3 separate regions of the Anser cygnoides genome follow, and all the other regions are linked to region 3. A link is a contact called in public Hi-C data. All regions are on one chromosome and are shown on one strand. Each heading gives the region's core, a stretch centred on a gene start, on an enhancer-like site or on the middle of the called end of the contact. The rest is flanking DNA. Distances are from core to core; before and after follow the strand shown.

Region 1 (2,700 bases), core at 49-2,548, 610 kb after region 3:
ACTATCACCTTTGATATTAGCCATCTATGTTACTATTTAGTTTTAGAGTAAGGGAACAGTGCAATTGTTGCACCCAGGTTCGTCCCATGATACCAGTGCAGGTTCTATTACTCCTACAATGGGGTTAGAGCCATCCAGTTTATCAGGACTTACTGTTTTGATTACCCAAAATCAGAGTGCCAACACATTTTTTTTTCTACAACTACTGTTATTTTTAGTTTGAATGTTTTTTAACTCGGGCAATACCAACAGCAAACTAAGATCGTTATTAATGAAAAATAGGTATTATCACAATTTTTTTACTTCCATATTTATTTACTGTGTAGGTAAGTTATATTTCATAGCAGCCATTAGTGATTAATCCAAAACTTAGGACTCAAGTGGCTCTAAGCATAAGTTGAAGAACACTACCAAGATCAATTATTCATGTTGACACCTATTTCTGTCACAGAACAGTGTTCCTCCCCCATCCCCCATATAACCTGCAGAGAATACACCACAGAAATACCTTTGTGAGACTTAAGGACACATTAGCAATTGTCTGGAAACTTGTTAAAGAAAGGACAAGGAGTTAATGTATATGTTCACAAAAAGAGTTTTTCAATCCATAAACAACATGTTTCAACACCTTATTCAGGTAAACTATTGAGTTGATGTCTGCTGCGAGGTGCTTCAACCTCAAACTTTCCACCACCCTGTGAATTTCCAACTACTTCTATCAAATCTGCCTAACCTCGGCTTGTGCCAGATTACCTTAAGCACAGTTAAAGAAATCCGTGAATCCACCCCGAAATAACATCGCAGAGGGGACCAAGCGCCCCACTTGTGTCTTTGTGAAAACTCCCTCAACAGAAAAATCGGTGCAGTCTGGATCACCGGTGTCTGTCCAGGAGAAGACCCGAGGCAGGCAAGGCACGAGCTGAGCGGCAGGTAGCGCTCCCAGCGGGGACTCGGCTCCTCCGCGCCCAGCTGCTCGGCACACCGGCTTTGCGGGGCCGGGGCCGCCCTCCCTCACGGAGGAGCCCCGCGGACAGCCCCCGGCCCCGCGGACAGGCGACAACCACCTGCACGCCGCAGCTCCTCCCCGTCCCATCCCCAGGCCACACCACCCCGACTCGCCTCATCGGTGTCCCGCAGGGGGATCTCGATAGAGCCCCGCGACATGATGCCAGTGACGAGGCCGCCGCCGCCGCCACCCAGCAGCCGGCCGCGAGCGCGTAACGGCCGCGGCGCGCGCACTTCCCTCACTGCCGCCGACTGACCCGGACGTGCTCGGGCAGAGGGGCGGGGAGAGGCGGCCCGGCTCCGCCCCCGAGACGCAGCGAGCCAATCGCCGCGAAGAACCGGCCGCGAGGGCCGCCTCGCACCCGCGCGACGGGAGGCGGGAAGGCTCCGGAGTGCTGGTGCGCGCGCGGCCGCGTTGCTGAGGTAACGGCGGCCTCGCGGGCGCCCCTCAGCGAGCGGCTGGGACCCGGGACCCGTGCTCGCGGCGCCTCCCGCCGCTCTCCGACAGGCACCGACCCCTTACGTGGGAGCGGCTCCTTCAGGACGCCGTTGGGGCGCAATGGGGGCTTGCGGGCAGGTGTATGTGTGTGTCGTGCTGACCTACACAAGTATACACACAGGGTCACACTGTGTATTTATTCACACACACTGATAAATTCAACAGGTGGCGCCTGGTTGCTCTCTGCTTGTGAGATCATGATTCCCTCAGGGAACGTCCCGTGACTTTTTTAAAACGCTAAAGACTTCCAACTGAACGTATTAAAAAGTGTGGATTTTTCCTATCTTGGTGGAAAAACAATCACTTTATAAATCCAGATACGTGTTATCTGACTAGCTCAGGTAGCGTAGCATCGTTAATACATATTTGCAATTTTCTAGGTACAACTTAGCCAAGTATTAATTTTCAAATTATCTAAGTGTTTTTAATTACAGATACTGAACCTAAAACATTTTTGAACCTGGCTACTGATCCTTGAGCTTGTTTTGTGTGGCAGGCCCATTCAGCTGTGTGGAGGTGCATGAGTAAAGAAGAAATTACAGAATTGGGTTCCTAAACTTTTCCAGTTAGCACAGCACATGTATTGATGAGTTTACATAAAACATGGGATGTATAGCAACATTGAACAAATCTTAAGTATTTCTGAAGCTGTACCAAGGAAAAAAAGACTAGTAAGACTAAAAGCTCCTATTGCATTTCTACTGAGATTAGAAAAAGTGACATATTACTTACACAGCCTATTAAACCCTAAAGCAAACTTGACTTTGGCCTGTAGGTAACCATCCACATAATACAGAATTTTGACTGAACAGAATGTCATAACTGTAAAACATTAAAATTGTTAAGTTTTATTTTAAAATTACTTTAAAATTACTATAATAGTATGTAGTATAGTATTAAATAACTTGTAGTATCAGTTGCTTTCTGCAGCAGAATTAATATTTTTAATTACTTAACATTTTGAATTTGAACGTTTATTTGAGCACTAATTATTCTGAACTGAATTGCCAGGTCCAATAAAGTGTAACTACCATGTCTCCTTGAGCTCCATATATACCATAAATATGTTTTGTAGAGCAACTTCAACATGGGACAAGAAAGTGGAGTGACACCAAAATTAATAGAAAGAATTAAAGCATGTGCTCAAAAAATGGTGGTTTTAATTAAAAAGATGCCAAAAATATTATACAGAGCAA
Region 2 (2,700 bases), core at 4-2,503, 790 kb after region 3:
CGCCGCCTCAGAGGGAGCCGCTGTCCCGCGTCGCGGCTGGCCGCTTCCCTTCGGAGGCTTCGGGACAGCCGTCGCGTTGTCACATGGCTCCGCGCGGCCGGGGGAGGGAGCTCCCCGGGGCGGGCCGCCTCAGCCCGGCCCGCCTCGCCTCGCCTCCGCCGCGGGCCGGCCGGCGCCGGGCGCCCCGTGAGGGCCGGTTTCCCGAGCACTTCCCTCAAACCACTTCCTTCAAAAGCACTTTCACACACAAAGCTCCGCTTCGGCAGCAGAACGTCGCGAGGCCGGTACAAAGATGCCGCTTGATGAGTTAAGTTTGCTGCCAGTGCATCCCTATCAGGAGTATTTTCAACGATGCTCGTCCCTCTGTAGAGACACGGTTTGGGTGCCAGTATAACATAAAAAGCAACTGGAAAATAAATCTACTTAGTAAAGAGCCCAAGACAAATAACTGAAGGTCCAAACAAGCATGACTCAGCAAGAATGAAGACTGTAGCATGTTAAATAATTTGTCGCCATTGTGAGAGATTCTAGGCCCTGGAGCTGAACAGTTTAGAAATGTTTAAGATGAGTTCAGGTTACAACATATGGAGTCGAATCCTAAGGCATTTAAATACAAAAGTATCTTTCCAGTGGAGGGAAGCACTGGGAATGAAGCAATTGGAGAAAAGGTCCTTAGTGTAAGATGACAAACAGGGTAAAGGTAACTCTCCCAAAGCATGTCAGGCATCAGGTAGTTCTGTGTTCCAACTTGGTCAATGAAGAAATTCTCCATTCATAAACTTCAGGGTCTTCAGAAATTGTTTTGCCTCACACAGCTGGTGTGAAAGAAAGGGAAGTAAAAAGAAATTCGGTGACTCTACAAAATACGAGTTGCAAAGAAGACCAGCTGTTTTGAGTCTTATGCTAGTATCAACCTAGTATCAACACAATCATATTTATCTATTGTGGGACTTGTGCAAAACAAAAGAAAAAAGTTTAAAAAAATAAAAAAGTGAAGAGTTATGTCTACAGGTATTGTGTGAGTCATGGAACTATTGATGCCAGACATTTGAAAACAAGGCAGACATCCAAAATCATAAGATTGGTTTTAAAATAATGATGGTGGAAAAAAATAGACAATTTCTTCTCTTAGCTTGAAAAAAGGCTTATGCTGCATATGAATGTTTCTCCCACAGTAACTTTGAATGTCTTCATGAGCTGCTGCCAGGCTACACCCAGATGAGCCATTTGCTGCCCAGGAAACTACATACTGTAAGTGTCTGTAATTCTGACTCATGGTTGTCCTGCCCACATGATACATGAGTAAAGGACACCTGTTGTTGTTGGCCATTCAGTACACCCGTTGACTGCTGGTGCATTTGTCCGGATTCCTTTCTCCTATTTCCCTAGTCCTTCTCCCAACCACCTGCCTGAACTTGCCCGAACTTAGCTGCTTCCCATCCCAGCGTTTTCCTGGCAGTATGGGCTCCTTACTGAGTCTCTAATCATAATTGTGCCCTCCCTGCCTGCTGGGCTTAGATATCCCATGGCTTCTTGGATTCCTCTTCTCAGCTTGGCAAATGACTTGCCTCCACGCTTGATTTCATCTCTGTTCTAAGCTACGCAAGGCCTTGTGATAGTTCCCTCATGTGCTGTTGCTGGCTTTCTACCAACCACAGTGAAAGAACAGCAGTCTCAAAGATAACTGAGTTTCTACAATTTTTTTTTTCATGGAAACAGACAGCTCTGTACACCCCAAGTTAAGAGAATGTGGTAGCGTGAGTTCACATTTTATGAAGACCAGAGAATTCACATAGAAGGGAAAACTTTAAAATGCCTTAGCAAAGAAAAAGCTTCTGTAAGCATTGAGGTACAAATCCATAAGGACCGAGGACACTTGTTCTAGAAGACCATTGAACTATTTCAATTAGTTTTCTTTTTTTTTTTTTTTAAAGTAGAAGTTAGCATGGGTTGTAAGCATGATAATAAATTGACAAGAAAATGCTTCAGAACCTCTGACTTTTTGCAGAAGCAATTACTATGGCTAGTTATTTTATAAACTGTGTTCAGAACATACATTTGCTAGTGGTTCCAGCTACTTTCATGTCCTGTCTCTGCTCTTATAATGAACAATTCACATGTACCTTTGGAAAACGGAATTTACACTCAGCTGGCAACTATGAAATAGCATATTTTCAAAGGTAGGTGCTGTGTACACTTCCATGAGCACCTGCTATGCATAAAGGCATTATACTTTGTATCTAGACTCAGAACACCCCAGTGATGTCAGTTAACACCTTGTTAAACACGCACCATCTGACCTATAGAGGAGTCTATCTGCCTGTCCAATTTATGCTTGTATTTAGCATATTAAAAGTAGTGCAAGTCTCCAGAGTTATTTTAAATGTTCTAATTCCTAATATAAAATGTCAATACTTTTCTGAAACCGCCAGGGTTTTGGTTCACTTCTTTCAGGTAGCTGCAGTTCTTCCAGGTAAGTTTTGCACTGTGTAAAAATAAATTTCTTTTTATGTTTTTAATCTTACTACAGAAGATGAAGTTACCTCCTGCCTTTTACCACAGAACTACAATTGATTATGTTTCTTTATATTATTCTTTAAATTTTGCGTTTCTACTATGCCATCATTCTGCTTTAAGAGACAATTCTTTTGGTAACAGTAGTAAAGTCATGGTTGTTCCAATGTAGGTGCTATTTGGACT
Region 3 (2,700 bases), core at 90-2,589:
GGGGTAAACTACATTCATATGCTGCTTAATTCACCTTGTTTCTTTGCAGTGAAAGCTGATTCAGATGCTGAGTTTTCCAGAACACATGCATGAATCCAGTGCCAGAAATCAGGAGGAAAAAACATACCAGGAAATTAATAAGACAAAAACATCCTTGTTGTTTCACTGCTGAGCAAACGAAAAGGAATGTATTTACATGCATTTACTGGAGGTTAAGACTAACTTGTTATTTAAGTATACTAGAATGTAGTGAGTGGGTTGGAAAGAAATACGCTGTTATATTGAAATTAGTACAGTTCTAACAGATAAAGGATGCTCGATTACCTTACTGAGGTCTCTATTATCCACAAGCCTTCTGCACAATAACGTATGCACATCTCTGTGCTATATTCTGTCTGCATCATCAGCCAGTTAAGAGGTGTTATTAAGAATATACCTTTTCATAACTTCTGATATGGGAATGGTTTAATTAGATTCTTAGTTGAATAACTGAAGTTCAGTGGCTACATTTTAGTTTACACTAATGTTAAGTTCTGCAATTGGAAAGGAAGGTCAAGTCAGTAGGGAAAGATTTTGTCAACACTAAAAACTTTTATGCTGATCTTCTATGATACTGTAGGAATTGTCCTTGATTTTATGTCATGTGTATGTCTTGGGTATGTTGAAGTCCTTTAATAACTTAATCTAGGTTAAACTTAAACCCTTTTTTATTGTATTTTTTTATTTTCAAGGTCTACCTGTCAAGTCTTCATTTCTGTGTAGCTAGAAGAGTTTTGACTTTATTCTTGAGAAAGGGAGAATAAGAGAAACAAAGTTGAGCTGAATTAAGCTTAGTCGGATTTAGGTCAACCAACATTAAAAGAGTTTAAAGTATGAAAAGGTAATTCCATGTTTTCTTGCTATTTTAGAAAAACAATTTAACACTAGTTCAAAAATAACAAAGGTATTATGAAAGTGTTATACTTGCCTTCTTTATCTTATGTTTTTGTGACAAATAGATTTTTTTCATTAAAAGAATTAGCTTTTGATTTAAACATTTAAGCTATTTAAGTAAAGCTCTTATTTACTATTACTTGTATGTTTTCTACAGAGGGGTGTTTTTCTACGAAGTTGTCTACAAATTTGAAATTCAGTATTTTACTGCAGAGAACACAATTTTTCTTCATCTAGCAATCTGTACCACCCCTATTTTTTTTAATCTTAAGATGTAATCTTACATACTTAAGGCATAGCTCCAACAGAACAGTGAGAAGCTGCTCTTCTGTTAACTTTGCATTCTGTCTTCTCTAGGTCTTAGTGAAATACTAAAGGTTCTTTACTTCTCATCGTCTGAAGATCTTGTTTTTCAGATAAGGCACTTGTACTTCCTAGTTTCTGACTTGCTACCAGTTTTGAGCGTGCTAAATAATCAAGAAAGGATAAGGTATAAAAACACACTTTGTTCAATTTGTAAAATACAATAACTTCAGATTACTATTTATATAGGTATGTCAAATTCAGTGTTGCTGGTAGAAAGGAAATCATGCACTTACAGGTTAAGAACAGATGGGAAGGCAACAAAGAGTTTCAGATAAAGGAGCAATAGAAGAATGCAGTTTCACAGCTCTGTTTTTGTGACGTCGATCAGTTTTTTTGTGCCTATTCCATTCATGGTATTAGTGCAAGTAACCTGTTCTGTAAGCTATCACTGATTTGTGCGTGATGTCTGTAGAATACCTAGGCTAGCATAGTCACCAAGGTCAAAGTACAAACTTCTGTAATGATCTACTATTACAAGCTTGCTATCTACAGTAAACTTTTTTTTTTTTCTCTGAACAGATGTGTGATAAGCCTTTTACTATTTAAAATAGGGTAAGAGTAGCTGAAATGGAAGGCCATACTGAAAGGGGCTAACATCCTTCACGGACAAGAGTTTAAGTGAGGCTTTTTAACAAATTGCACTTAAACAGATTTGGTGAAATACTGATGGCAGAAGCATTGTTAAACAAGTAAGGTGAAGATAACATGGGAAATAGACAAGGCATGAGAATAGATTTTTAAATTTGGGGTAGTTACTATCAAAGTACAAAAAAGGTGCTGTTATTCTTACTTTTCTACACTTCTACTCACTTCCATTGTGCCAGATTATCTGTTTGGCATTTTGATCTACTTTTGAGAGAATTTTTATAGAGATAATATTTTGTTTCTTATATAGTGACATTTTAAGAGTAGATCTCTTTGTTCAGTTAGCACAAAATGAAGTGGAATTTGGATATTTAGGTATTCCTGTAATAGGATTAATAGCATGAATTATTTACTCCTCTAGCTTTTTCTTTAAGTACAGTACTCCTCAGAAGCTTGGTGCTCCAACCTTATGGAAAGGTCAGCTTATTTATCCATTTTTTTTTTATGGAGACTTTGCAATAATTTGGTAGCACTTTGAAGCAAACAGTCAGAAGGATGAGATCTCTTAAATCAGGAGCATTTAGATGGTCTCTTCCATATAAAGCAGAGTTAAGTAGCCCAGGTTGTAACAGCTGTGTGGTGCTTCTATGAGGCTGTTTTCTCAGGGCTGACGGTGAACCAAAGGTTGCAAAGGGAATGGAGAGGAGGTGGGGTGTCAGTGTGGGAGCGAAATGACAGCAATTACCCTTCCTTTGAAGGGATTCTGCAGATCCTGACCGTTTCTAAAGACAGAATTCTCAGTAAAAAGTTAATTGG

The links. Hi-C and Micro-C count contacts between places; a contact is called where the count stands out from the background.
Region 1: a Hi-C map of liver shows a contact between it and region 3, with 2.2 times the contacts expected there. The contact joins the promoter of IRAG1 here to the enhancer-like site in region 3. A contact is called at or near these places in 2 of 7 Hi-C or Micro-C datasets (granulosa cells and liver).
Region 2: a Hi-C map of liver shows a contact between it and region 3, with 2.4 times the contacts expected there. The contact joins the promoter of AMPD3 here to the enhancer-like site in region 3. A contact is called at or near these places in 2 of 7 Hi-C or Micro-C datasets (granulosa cells and liver).

What each region holds. Positions count from the first base shown.
Region 1 is chr5:2,430,214-2,432,913 of Taihu_goose_T2T_genome, forward strand. It overlaps IRAG1 (inositol 1,4,5-triphosphate receptor associated 1), which reads left to right and starts at 1,299. Exons shown (of 25, transcript XM_066997317.1): 1 at 1,299-1,428. CTR9 (CTR9 homolog, Paf1/RNA polymerase II complex component) reads right to left here and starts at 1,296. Exons shown (of 25, transcript XM_013189015.3): 1 at 1,120-1,296. The coding sequence starts at 1,164.
Region 2 is chr5:2,607,459-2,610,158 of Taihu_goose_T2T_genome, forward strand. It overlaps AMPD3 (adenosine monophosphate deaminase 3), which reads right to left and starts at 1,254. Exons shown (of 16, transcript XM_048070162.2): 1 at 1,174-1,254; 2 at 1-305. The coding sequence starts at 1,227. It overlaps SBF2 (SET binding factor 2), which reads left to right and starts at 1,174. Exons shown (of 41, transcript XM_048070143.2): 1 at 1,174-1,251.
Region 3 is chr5:1,821,487-1,824,186 of Taihu_goose_T2T_genome, forward strand. No RefSeq gene overlaps it. Among named protein-coding and RNA genes, the nearest start is that of USP47, 13 kb to the left of the region's middle. Within about 2 kb of position 1,340, at least 2 of the 3 cell types and tissues checked have open chromatin away from gene starts, as enhancers often do. A contact at or near this core is called in liver, where this site is marked.